Linked DNA regions of Anser cygnoides: region 1 is linked to region 2. Evidence: chromatin contacts called from public Hi-C data. All regions are on one chromosome and are shown on one strand. The core of a region is the stretch at or near the end of the contact, and the rest is flanking DNA. Distances in the headings are between cores, read along the strand shown. Region 1 overlaps ZMIZ1 (zinc finger MIZ-type containing 1). Region 2 overlaps ZMIZ1 (zinc finger MIZ-type containing 1).

What was found. A called contact is a pair of places that touch in the nucleus more often than the background predicts.
Region 1: a contact with region 2 is called in a Hi-C map of liver, with 2.3 times the contacts expected there. The contact joins two enhancer-like sites. A contact is called at or near these places in 4 of 7 Hi-C or Micro-C datasets (granulosa cells and liver).

Annotation. Positions count from the first base shown.
Region 1 is chr7:34,240,670-34,247,365 of Taihu_goose_T2T_genome, reverse strand. The region is part of intron 1 of ZMIZ1 (zinc finger MIZ-type containing 1); the gene reads left to right. Among named protein-coding and RNA genes, the nearest start is that of ZMIZ1, 21 kb to the left of the region's middle. Within about 2 kb of position 1,510, at least 3 of the 3 cell types and tissues checked have open chromatin away from gene starts, as enhancers often do. A contact at or near this core is called in liver, where this site is marked.
Region 2 is chr7:34,192,329-34,199,232 of Taihu_goose_T2T_genome, reverse strand. The region is part of intron 2 of ZMIZ1 (zinc finger MIZ-type containing 1); the gene reads left to right. Among named protein-coding and RNA genes, the nearest start is that of ZMIZ1, 69 kb to the left of the region's middle. Within about 2 kb of position 3,947, at least 1 of the 3 cell types and tissues checked has open chromatin away from gene starts, as enhancers often do. A contact at or near this core is called in liver, where this site is marked.

The sequences.
Region 1 (6,696 bases), core at 261-2,760, 51 kb before region 2:
ATACAGGGTGAGAAAGGTGTAGTTGGATTTACCTCCTTGGCATTTTGGCAATAAAAAGTGAAGTTGCTGAATTTGTATTAATATACTTGTTGTGCATTTAAATACCTGTCAGAAGGCTTTGTGATCTATGGGTACTACTTCTATCTTCACTCACAAATCAGCGGATGTCCCCAGGACTGTTGGACATCCATCCTTTTGAGGCATTTATGAATAAACAGTTCTGCCTGTCGTAATTTTGGTTGGTCAAGTCCCCCTGAATTGCTGCACTCTGTGCGGTTGTGCTAACACTTAAATACTGCCTGTGAGGAGGTTTGATTAAAATTGCATCTCTAGGTGCACGCTAAATACCTCTGATATCTCACCTACAAACAGCAGTAGAATTGTTGGTAAGAATGACAGCTGCAGGCAATAAATGAGGACAGTAATAGAAGGCTCAGTGCTGGGTAGAGCATCATAAATCATGAGGCGAGAGCAGCGAGAGCGCTGACAAATCGGCGAGCAGCTGCAAACAGCACTTTCCAGGTAAGAATTACTGCGCTCGCTCCTGATAACTGCTCAGAAACCACCTCTTCCTCGTACGTGGGCGACTTCCCCGCTGCACGGCCGCTCGCGCTGGTGCAGTCGGTCGAGCTCGAGTGTTTTTGCCTGGGAACGGGGAGTGTTTCGCCTGGTGTCATCTCCGTACTGTGTGCCGAGCCTTTGTTTTCGTCCCGGGCGTGTGCCAGTGCGAGCTGTTCCTTTCTAGGAGGAATATCCTAATGCTTTTTGCAGCTGATGAGCTGTTTTATTTAGTTTCCTCGGAGACTTTGAAGAAGTGTTTTTTGGAAGGTGGAGATAAGGGGATGTGTTTGGCTGGTTTTAAGCTAGCTTGCTTTGTTAGCCCGTGCTTTGGGGCAGTTGGGAGGAGCCTGTATGCTCCTAAACAAAATAAAAAAGTAAAAATCTGGAATAGTACAGTTCAAGTAAAGGAGATAACGATCTAGTCACCCGGAAAAAAATCTTACTCTTGCACTGTTAGAGAAATGAAAAGTATTTTAATGGAATAACGATAGGAAACAGATGGCAAAGGGCTAGCAACTGAAATGTTTTTGAACACTAAAAAATAAGTGTCAAACACATGTGCCATATTTTAATTATAGCTGAAAGCATCACGTGGCAGAACGCTTTCAAATTCTGAAGTCTTTTATGTTAATATTCAACCTTAATTTCTATTTTTTTGGTTACTGGGCATTATTCTTGGTAAATTCAAGCCTTGGGAGGGTTTGGCGGTCACAAGTTCCAGCCGCGAGCGCCGAGCCTCCAGAAGGGCGTTGCGGTTGGCGCACGTTCATGGCCGTGTGAGCGCGGGGTCTCAGAAGACTGCCTTCTGGATGCGTACGCTGTCACTTGGCTTGGCGTGAGAAGTGGGTAATGCACGCGGGCTGCTGCTGCTCGCAACCAGGATGCAGGCAGAGCAGCTAGGGCGGCGCGGTGTTGGGTGCCCTCGGGGTCACCGCCCTAGGAGCTGCGCACACACTCGAAATGCAGCATCTTGTGCACAGCGGGAGCCTTTGTGGGCGCTGCTGCTGCTGCAGGTGTGCTGGCATGAGGTGTGCCTGGTGGGGCTGTGCTTGTGTCCGCAGGTGCTCGGGGTGGAGATTGTGGTTTTAACGCGCTGCGCTTATGGTTGGACAGCAGCTGTCCTCCTCCGAGGCTTTAAGCAGTGTACTTAAAGCATACAAATAAAGCGTTCCCAGGAGATGGTCCTTTAAACAACAGTATTTACATTATTATTTACATATATGGTAATCATGGGTCTACGTAAAGCTGCAGGTCCCACTTACAGCACACACACATGTATGTACGTACGGCCCCAGAACAGCCAGCGCCAGGCTGTTTCCATGATTAGCTGGTCTTGTTTTGAAAGGCTTTCCTGCCCCGATGTTTGCTCCCGTTAAGGTCACTGGTTGTGTGACTCACGGTCAGTAGGATCAGGTCACTGACTGGGTAAAGGGCTTTGTTTTTTGGGGGAGTGTTTTTAGCCTTTGCATCGCCCTCCCCCCGCCCCAATTAAGGTTAATTATCAGCTGAGGTAGCTGCTGTTGACACGGCTGGCTGCACTGCGCCCAGCCCCTGCGCTGACCAAGGGCCACGCTGGGAACGCAGGAGGCAGGTTGGTGGGGGGCCAAAACCCCCCCAGCTCAGCTGTCCAGGCTTCCCCCGTGGTCTGAAGTCACCTTCCAGTTCCCCCAAACAACAAAAAGCATTTACACACACCAAAACAAATTGTTTTTCCAGGAACAAATGCATGTTTTTCTTCTACAGAAAAATCTTCAAAAGTTAACAGCCGTCCCAGAGAAGTTATTTTTCTATGTTCCTGTGGCATTTAGGTAACATACATAGTGCGTTCAAACGCAAGTCTTTGTGCATTTTTGTTGAAGTTTTGCTGAACTTCCATCCTCCCTTGATTTAATGCTGAAATTGCTGAAGGGTGCCATTCATCTGGCTGGTGGCACGGTGATTTTTAGAAAACAAGCGGGAGGACATGTACCTGATGGAGCTCTGTTCCTAGCAGCACAGGACTTTGGCCAGGTTGTCCCCAGCATGGCCACATCCTGCCCTTGCCGAGTCCCCATGCTGACAGGAGCCACAGAGGGGAGGTGTGTGAGTGCCCAGCCGGGTCCCATCTGTGTCATTTGTTGTGTCCTCTGGAAGATGGCGAGAAGCAGTGTGTCTTGGAGATGGTGCTGGCCATGCCATCAGCACAGGGTCACTGGGCACCAGGAAGGGAGGGTGACAAGTGAGCAAGGGGCCATCGCTACCAGATGTGCAGTGGCTTGAGCATGGGGCAGCATGCAGAACTGTTTTCCTCAGTTGTTTCTCCTGGCCAGGAGTAAGCAATATTGTTAATATTGTGGGAGCTGTACCGTGATGCCCAGTACAAGCATTGTACTCTGTGAGAAGGACGGGTGATCAGTGCTTCCATCGTCAGGCTGTGGCTTGGCCTTGTTGGGACTGCTTCAGCCTCTGGTTCCCTGCTGCACGTTACTCCCATCCATACGCTGCGTTAGCATTAGTGTTTGTACAGGTGTGCGATGAATCAGACTGCTGAGCTGATGGAGAAAACAAAAACCTTCTTGCGTTTCTGTGCAGGTTCTCCTTCCTTGCCCCCACCTCTTGGTTCCCTGCTCTTTTTCCCCATGTGGACGTGCAGGTCATGGTGTGAGCATGGCACAGGTGGCAAAGCTGCGTGGGGCTGGGGAGGAGCACTTGAACTGCTGTTCCTGCCTTGGGAAGTCAAATGGATCCCCAGCCTCACAATTAGCTGAAAATAATAAATAAAAAAAATATATAACAATAAAAATAATAAAATAAAAAATACTCAAAAATAGATTGGGTCAAGTGATATTGTGATTTGCATAAACTTACATTCTTGTTAGTGCTAGAGCATCTGTTGCTGGGGGCAGGTAGGCTCTCACTAAATGGGGACACAAATTACCTGTGACCTTCTCTGCTTTGGCCACCACTTGGCCTCTGGTAGTACAGCCCTGGGAACTGGCCGGCGGTCCCAAAACCAAGAACCAAGTCAGTGAAGAGAACTTAGCTCTTCTGATACTGCCTGTGCCAGGCACCGGCCAGCTCCTAGGTCGAGCTGGTGACTTGGGAGGCTGGACATCTCCGCTGTCTCCAGCGAAGCGAGGTAATCCTGGAAACGCTCGGCCTCGGCTGTGTCTTTGGCTCATGGGCACCTGGCGAGTGCGGCAGGGCCAGGGCAGCCTGCTCTGGAGAGGAGCAGAAAGGTCTGCAGAGGGTGCCTCCAGGTGCCACGGACTGTGGAAGCCCTAATGTGGATCTTATGCAACATGGGATCCCCTCCCCCTCTTTTGTCTGTATGAACTGCTCTTCTACTGAAATGGATGGCTTCCTTTTCTGTCAGAGCAGGTCATGGGAACTGCGCACTGTAGAGCTGGCAGGAGGTAGCACTAACCTCGACACCCATCCTCCCCTAGGTTTGGTATGCCTCTGGGATGCCTCCAGCACACCCGTCCGTGGCGGATAAAACCACAGTATATTGTCAGAAAGCGCACGGTGAGGTCTGAGCCAGGCTCCCCTGTGCAGAGCTGAAGCATTCGCACTGGGACCCGCTCTTCCCAGGGCAGAGGCCCGGTGGCAGCAGCCCCTGGCCACCTGCTCCTGCCTCATGGCTGGGACACGGCTGCAGGACCATGCAGGAGTGGTCCCGTTCCTGCAACGTGCAGGGACCGGGGCTCCTGGGCACCGCAGCGATACAGATAACCCTGGCTGTTAAACTGCGTGTCTTGACTAGCTGCCAGTGGTGACTTTAAATTATTATTCCTTAAGTTCCCGAAGGAACATGGCGTGCCGTATTTTATGCTCCCTGCTCTTAGTGTTATTTTGTAGCTCAGCGTGGGGTTTTGGCTCTCAGGCCAGCTCACGAGTGGCCCCGTTGCTTGGGTAATTGCAGAGTACATCGCTCTGGTTGTAGGTGTATGTGTGTCATCTGCGGGGTGCCTCACGGTCCTGGAGGCCTACACATCCCCCTTGATTGCTCAGTGCGTGTTAGTGGAGGGGCTTCTCACTTGTTAGGCGTCATATGAAGGAGGGGACACAGACCTGTGCAATGGAAATGTATAAAACAGCTGTCTTCATCAGCTTCCAGAGGAAACTTGCCCCAGTAAAATGAATAAAAGCAAGTGAGAACCTTAAGCTGGCCACTATTTCTATGTATGTAACCAGGGACACTTTAAGCAATCTCAGTGAAGTGTTCTGGTGCACTGATAACGCCTGAAGTTAGCAAGTACGCATGCGTGCAGGTGACCTGGCTCTGCGCCTTGTCCCTACACAGTGAGCAGACTCTTGCTGTTTGAGGTACAGCATGGCGTAAAGAGCTTGGTGAAGAAAATCACGCTCAAATAGGAGTACAGCTGGTAACTTTCTATGCAGACGTTCAGTACTGCCAGCCTTGATTTATAAAATAATTTTAAAAATATCACTTTGAAAGTTTTGAAAGTCGAAATAATTCTAATTCTCAGCAAAAAATTAAATTTACTCAAACTCTATTTGTGAATATCTTCATGTCTCGCTTTTATTTGTATATCAAAATTTTGTTTTGATTGGGAAAAAAAGGAGAATTCTTCAAAAATACTTTTTTCTATACAGTGGCTGAGTCTTGAAAATGCCTAAAACAGGTCTCTATCCCATAAAGTGCAATGCATGCTATTTCTGAAAATCTGTCATTTTCCACAAATATGAAGTGAGCCATCCAAAAAACTCCCAATGCTTTGAAGTCTTTAGAGTTTGTTTATTTGTAGGGCTTTTCTGAAAACTAAGGGCATGGATTCATTTTTATTTTTTGCAGAGGTCTTGCTTTTTCCTTTCCTGATTGGTACTTATATTCTGAACAAATCACCGTACTGAAATCATGCTATGTGTCAGTAGATTGAGAGTAACATAGCATGAGCTTCTGCCATAAATATTCATGGTGATATTTTGTGACTATATCTGAGGATATTTTACTGAAATTGTGTTGTTTTACATCTTTGTCATTATTCCATTCAACTCTCATAGCATATTATTAAAGCCAGTTTGTGTACAGACACTTGATTTTCCTTCTTTTGTCTTATCCAGAGTAAGAGATTGTTTGCATCCATTAATGTCATGTTAGGGACTCCAGGGCTGGAGTTTGATGGGATGCTGTTTTCTGATGGCTATAGGAGCTCTGCGGATTTCAGAAATTAATGGTGAGACTTCAGTGTATTACAAGTTAATAAAAACTTACAGCAGGCTTTATTTATATTGAAGCGCAAAATAGATACTGAGTTTTCTTTTTAAGAGTAAATTGTTTGGGGGATTATGACAGTTAGTGAATCACTCTGCCAGGCTTTGTGGTTTTAAAGCCAGAATGCGAACACTCGAGAGCATTTTTTCTGTCCTATTTCACTATCAAAGGCTGTACACAAACAGAGGAAACTGGCAGATGAGCTGGTCTATGGGAGGAAATAGTTAAAGTAGCTAAGCACCGGTGCTATCAAATGCATAAACAAACCTATAAAAGTAACTTTCAGGTCAACATTGTTAACTCACTATTTTAAAACCTTTCTTACAACTGATGCTGAAGAGGGAAGAGGCTAGGAAGTATGATATTTAAACGGACCAAGCCTGCTTTCTAATACTGGGAAGTTGATGAGCATGCCTTGATTCTGGTGCTCAGCATTGCAAAAGTCTTTGGGGCGATGAAGACCAGGTTTAGCACTGCTTTGCTATTAGGATCCAGGAGGAAGTGCTGCTGCTCATGCTCCCAAAACTGCTTTTGTATCTTTCCAGTTTTTAATCATTGTGAATAACACTTCTATTAGTCTACCAAAGTTTTATTTTTTTCAAGTCTGAAACGGTCGCTGTCTGTATAGGTCAAGGATTTATCCATGTGCAGTGTCATGGAAATCTCCACGAAGGGTGCATGAGCTGCCTCGTTGCAAACTCCTACTTAAGCTTTTTGTAGGAAAAAGATAAAAAAATTGGTTTACAGCATCTAGGTAGACTGCTCAAATTCATCTGTGTGAGATTTCAGAATGTGTACAGGTATTGAAGCTCTAGTCTAGCTCTTTGACGATGTGTTTGCAGAATGCTAACCACTTAAAAGCAGCTTGGGGTTTTGGGTTTTGGATTTCCATGTTGCTCCTCCTCTGTTTGCAAGCC
Region 2 (6,904 bases), core at 2,698-5,197:
CCAGCCCTGGCCAGGCTCTGGTTCCGGGCTGCAGCCCCTGCTCTGGGAGCTGGGGATGGAGCCGATGGCCTGTTTCAGGGCTGTGTGAGTGACACCACACAAGGCCCTTTTTGGGTCAAGGGGGCACTAAGGCACTTTGGAAACAGGGAATGTACCCCATGTTCCCCATGCGCCTTGGGAAGGGAGCAGCGTGGGCCCAGACCAGCCTCTGTTTTGGTGCAGCCGCATTATTTTGGTAGTGGTGTTATTCTGGCTTTCAGGGTGGTGGGGTGGGCAAGGAGGAAGCCAAATTTAAACAGCCTGGCTGTAATCTGCGAGCAGCCATTTTGCAGTTATTTAAATTTGTAAGCTTATTTCTGATCTGGAACGGGCTGTCGAAATGATGAGTTACATAGCTAGTGGGGCTTTTTGTTTGTTTCTAAGTGATTTTTGGGGCCGTGCTGCCATGTTCACCTTGCCATCAAAGTGCAAGTGGCGGAGTGCCAGCAGTGCTGCGTGACCAGTCAGTCCCTGCCCCTCCGTGGGGAGTGGGCTGGGGTTGCGCAGGCTTGTGTTGGTGAGCTGCTGGGCACACAGGGAATTACCAGCAAAAACCCACTTCGGTTCCTGTGACTGGCACCATTTCTTGCTGTTAAAGATCTGTGAGGATACTTGCCACAACTCTGAACAGGTTAGAGATCCTTGCATATGTGAGCATGCTTGGCATACAACTGAGTTATCTAGCATTTCCCCCTTGCTGTTAGATTTACATTTTACAAAGGTCCCTTTTTCCTCCCCTCACCGTCATGATAGGAATACTTTGTTTTGTAGTGAGAAAACAAGGGACATAGTTATTTCTCTGTGAAATCCTAACCAGTTGAAATACTAAGTAGGAAGGTCCATTACATTATACGCAGTTACCCCACCTGTCTTCTGGTAATGGGCTCTGTTGTGCTGTGTTGGATAATGAAAGGATTATATTCGAGGGTGAACAAGGCTGACATTTTGTGTGTAAGACCTTTCCCAAGTAGCAATGGACTGCAAATGGAGGCACAGGTCTGCAAACAAGTAATCATTCTGGCCTTTTGTGAAATCACTTCTGCATGCTTGTTTTTTGTTTATTTGAGGATTTTCTTTAGCTGTGGCAGCAAGAAGAGAAATCTGGCAACACTTAAAATGTCAAGATATATGAACAGGGCTAAGCTGCATCTTCCACAGTATCACTAGATATTTAGTGTTAACCAGAAGTCGTATCACTATAAATGATTAGAGGAAATGACAGGGAACTGGAAATGTTGTTGACATATTTCTTAAGTCTGATTTCCCCCCTCCCCCCTTTTTGCTCACTATAATAATGATAAAGATCACAAACATGACAGGTACACAAACATAATGGGAAATGAAATGTTTTCTAAAAAAAAAAAAAAGCTCGAAAGCACACGTTTCTTAAAGAAAACAGGTACTTGTAATTCTAAATACAAACTGAAGGATACCTTTATGTTTTGTTTTAGAAACAGCAGCTTAAGTCTTTCGTTCATCTTCAGACCTTTTTCTAGGAGGAAGAAATACAATTTGGTGCGTGGCCAGCTGTATATAAATCATGTGCAAGTTGTGCCATCGTTAGGTAGGAATAAAACTGCGGTTGATATAATTGGAAAGGTCTAATGTATACAGTGTTCAGAGAAGGAGAGGGAAGTTTTCAAATGCTATCACAGAAAATAAAGGTTATGTACATCCAAATGTAAAGTAAAACATAGCAATGTATTTTCCTATGTCAATAATTGGAGAGAGAATAATACTAAAAAAACCCACCCGACTACTCAAAAGATACTGTAAGACGATCTGTGAAGCTGTATATTTATATAAATACAATTTGAAACTATTAAAAATTTATTTAAAGATAACATAGCTTCTTATGAGACTTTTATTATTTCTGTGGATTATTTTACTCCATATGGTCCTCCTGTTCCTCAAGCAGCTTTAATAATTAATGTAGTACAGTCACCATACGTATTTTCAATCTTTTATTTTGATTCTATAGCAGTGCGTTCCAATTCATTTATATTCGAAGCAGCGATCTTTTTTTCTTTGGGTATGTTACTGATACTGAGGCCTCATGATCGGGGAGAAGTGCACAGAAATTAGATTTCAAATCCCTTTCCTTCCTTACAGTTGAACTTGGACTTTAGAGCCCTTTGTTAAAGATCCCTATAAAGGCACATGAATAGATACGGTTTTGTTGGAGAAAATGTCACCATATTCAGCTCACTCTCCTCTCAAATGAGAGAGGTGTCGAAAGCTTTTGCAGGGTTTGAGCTCAGAGGTGCCGGTGCTGGCATTGCTCATCCTCTGTAATTGGAGGCAGTGGCCAGTCACACCCAGCAGCAAGGAGGCGTTCGTTTGCTCAGGCTGCGTACACTGAGGTACACAAGCTGGTCTGAGTTGTTTGTCAGTACTTCTGCAGATGAATGTGAATTTAAGCTTGCTTTTAAAATGTAAAAATTTTATGTTTTATGAAAATGCATGTCATGTCCTTTACTCCTCAACAAAAGTTCAAATACCCACTTCGGTGAAGGCTAACATTGCTGCATATATAAGCCACTTTAAGATGTGGACATCCCAACTTGGTAACATACTGTATCTGAGACGAGCAGATTTACAAAAGAATAATGAAAAAGTAGGGGGGACTTATTTGTGCTGTGCAGTGCATTAGCAAAAAAAAAAAAAAATAATAAGACCCACAGATTTTCAGCTGTCTGTCCCACAAGCACATCAAAGGATCAGTTGTTTATTCTTTGGTATCTTTGGGTGGCTGTGACAGATCGTCAGGCAACCCCTTCTGTTGTAACACAGACCAGATGTGAACCATTTTACAGAAAATGCTGGAGAAGTTACTTTTCGTAATCAGTGGCAGCAGGGCCACACAGACTTCAGCTGTACTTTTAAGTCTCCTTCTCTCTCTTCCTTCAGCTTAATACCATGAGGGTACTAGCTCAAAAACTGATAACTTCTACTTAGCAAAAAGGTTTCGTAAGCTTTATGCAGTATGGCAGAGTGGTGATTTTCCTGAGTACTGAAACAAAACATGCACATGGAGAGCAGAGATATCCACAGCAGCAGACTTAAACATATGCTTGTAAAGTAATGTGGATATCGAAAGTTACATAAGCATAACCATACACCCACACAACTTACAAGACTAGACTTATTTTCAGCTGTCTTATTATCAAAATTGCAATTTATATAACATTATGTGAGTTAAAGGAATTTATGAAGCAGAATTCCAGAATTGTTTTAACTTTCCTGTTTCTATAAACTTTCTCTCTTTTCACCTTCAGACTTGTTTCCATCGTAGCAAGCAGAACAGTAACTCAGCCTGCGTAAGAAATATCTTGTGGAAAGGCCTGAAACGTGGAAGCACTGCAGAAAGCTGTTTTAGCATTTGTTGTTAAGCTAGTTACAAAATGTTTCCTTCAGACCCAGTCAGTCATAAGGCTGCTGGCAGTCACCTGCTGAGCACCCTGTGAGGAGCTCCGCACGCTGCTGTCCAGTGCTGCCCAGGCCCTGCGCAACGTGGCGGAGGTGCAGGCCTCAGCCCCAGGCAGTTCGCTTTCCTGGACGGAAAACAAGTCCATTTTCTGGGAGGAGCACGATGCAGGTATTCCCAAAGACTACGAGCGTTAATCTCTTCACGTGGCTTTGTGAACCCGGGCTTGGTTCTTTATTTGTGTACAGCTCTGTTAGGCAAAACCGTGGCGCAGTTGCTGCGAGCATGCGCGTGGGTGTTCGCGCTCAGGGCTCAGCCTCTCTGGAGGCACATGCGGGAGCTGGGACCAGTGGGACATTTGTATGCCTTGCAGGGTCTTGCAGGCAAGCTCCGTCCTCCTGGGGCTAACTGCAGCCGTGGTTTTATTTTCCCTGCTCCGGCCGAAGGGGTTTGTGTCCCACGCTTGCGACTGGAACGTGGCTTTGGTCAAAGATCACGGTCCTAAGCTGTGACATTTGGGTGCGTTACAGCTCCGGCTGAATAAAACCCGCTGCCTTCTCTTGTTCGAGCGGTGCGAAGTTAGCTGGGTGTTTGAGTATAAAGGAGTTCACCATTATAAAACCGGGCAATCTGCAGAGAATGAGGAAGCTGAGCGCAAGCCTGCAAGCACAGCTTGTGTACATATTTGTTGAAAGCTAATTGGCAACGCAGTTGCCTTTCAAAGTTGTTCTTTCACCTATCAGTAGAGCACAACTCTGGTACTTAATGTACTGTTGATTACGTAAACACTACCCTGAAATATTTGTACAGGCAATTAACTCTTGTTTTTACACTACTTTGAGTTACAAATGGAATCTTGCTGCAGAGCTTGGAATAATTCTGTTCTGAGCTATATTTCATAATTAAATTAAATAATACTTTCGTCCAACTGGCGCACATTGAGAAAAACAAGGGGTTGGTTATGCTGCGGGGAGCTGACAGTCTTTAAAATTCAGTATCCAAGAAACACTGACACAGTTTGTACCACATTGTTGAGGAAAAATGTTATTCACAAGAATTTTATCTGGAACAAATGTCTGCCTCCTGTTGGGTTGTGGTGTTTGAAGACTGCAAATGCTTATATAAGTAACGTTGGTCTGTATTTTCTATGGTTTCTGATGAAGCAGCTCAAGGCACACATGCGGCATAGGATTGTTGTTATCAGAACGATGTGCTGGTCTCATCTAACATGGTGTTGATCACTCTAAGGATACTTACGTAGACACATATTTATTTTTCCTCCCTCTTGCTCTTCTCAGACTTGGTTATCTTACAGATATTTTTGTCCCTGGTGAAACTAAGTCAGAGCTCTACAATTTGTGCCGAATAATAAATCTACTAAAATGTAACCAATTGGTAACAACAGTCTTAAAGCTAGTCCTTCATCCTCTAGAGTTTATTCACAAGTACTTGACCTAATACGACCATGAACTTGAATAAAATGTTAATAGATTTTATTGCAGTTCCTAGCGTGACTTGCTGCCATGATAATAAACCAACATTTATAACATCAATGGCTGTAGCACATTGGTGCTTAACAGAAGTGTAGATAATATGCTCCCTGAAGGTGTGGTGAGGGACTGCTTAAATTAGTTCAGCAGTACTTTACATATAATCTAACAGGCTGAAGGAGGTAGAAAATAAAACTAAATGAATCAAAACCCCCTGCATACCTTTCTTGTATGAAGACCTCACAACTAGATTAGGTTGCAGTTGATTGCACTTTTTTCTGACAAAACTATTTTTAATGCGTTGCAGAGCAGTGCAAAAGCGTTGGTGCTAATGGCTAAATGTACAGGCATCAGCCCACTTGCAAGTTTTGGGTTTGTTCTCTAAACGGTCCAAAACAATTGCATCTATATTCAGATAGTCTTCTGTCTTTTGCTATATTTTTTTTTTCATTCCTGTAAGAACTTCTCCAGTGCAGAGTCTTCTTTAGTTAGAAATACAGGAAATGTTAAGAAAGTTACCTAAGACCGGTCTCTCCACAGTCTCTTTCAGATTTTACTTCCTCAGTTGTCTAGTAAAATGTCCTTGACACAGGGAATCACAGTTCTGTCTCTTTTTACATCCTTTTGTTCACTAAGTTTTGTTAAGGATTCTTCCATCTTTATCCAACTTTGACATGCATGGAGTCATGCTATTTGGAGGGAAGAAGTAGGTGTAAAGAACAGTTTTTGAAATGCCTGATTTCATACACAGCCCCTCTTTCTGTGAGATAGAAACAAGCTAGTGGTAAGTATGGATGAAATCAGAAGAATGCTGCAATTATTGATGATTTTCAGTAGCATCTAGAACTTCTCTCATATTCCTACAAAGCCTACTGTAGAAAATTAAAGAAAGACATTTGATGAAGCATTACCTACTTGCCAGAGACAGGAGCAGCCATAATGCCTCCATCCAGTTGTCTTCTGGGGCCTGCGTTTGTTTATTGAAGTGATGCTAGAAAAATTATAAAGAAATCACTTACCTTAGGGGAAAACGTTGGTTTCATGTTTCTTCGCTTTAGAACTTTTAAACAAGTACTTTGTGTAAAAATGAGTAGATTTATGTTTAATATGCAGGACAAGATTTGTAGGTAGAAGGTTTTAATTTTTATCAGGTCAGCTGTTGTACTTAGAAAAATCAACTTTCGTGGACATGAATATTTCTTCAGACTGACGTTTTAATGAAGCAACTAAGCGTCACTCATTTCAGGTTGACAGTCTAACCCGTCTCAGTTAAATTTCTTAATCCAAGGTCAGTAGTCTTCAGTTCTTAGTGAGTGTTGCAATCTGTAAAAAGGCCAGGGAGTTCGTAATCTGATCTTCGTGACTAGCTAGGAAGGAGGTTGCAGCCTTGAAAGAAGCTGAAGCCTACCGTAGAAGTCTATTTTTGAATAAATGAGTATGATTGGATCGTAGTGGGAAATGCAACATTTTCATATGCATTTTAATTTGATGTATGATTTAATCATGGCTGCTCCAATGATTTTTGAAAATGTCAGCTGTCATTGTAATTCAATTTCTTCGTTTCTACAGCGTGCCTGCCATTCTTTCCTAGATGGTTGACGCTGCCCCAGCGTCAGGCTTCTCTCCTGGTCTTTTCACTGGTCTGCGTTAGCAGGGTTGGTAAACGACCATTACTTGAACTTGTAAGACAAATGGTATAAACAGAGGTGAATGAACTGGAAGCTTGTGGTTGTTTGCAGGGACTCAGAATCCGATCTGTAGTTTATCCATTTGAGTCTTCCTTTAGTGAACTACTGTACTACGCTGGCTTTCAGGGGAGAGCATGTTTTTGTTGGTTTTCATGCTAACTGTAGCTAGGAGCTAGTGACATTTGGTGCAGTGTTAATTCATACACCGCGGCAAATAACAGTAGCAAATTTTTATCTTGCGAACTTTTATCTTGCCTGGC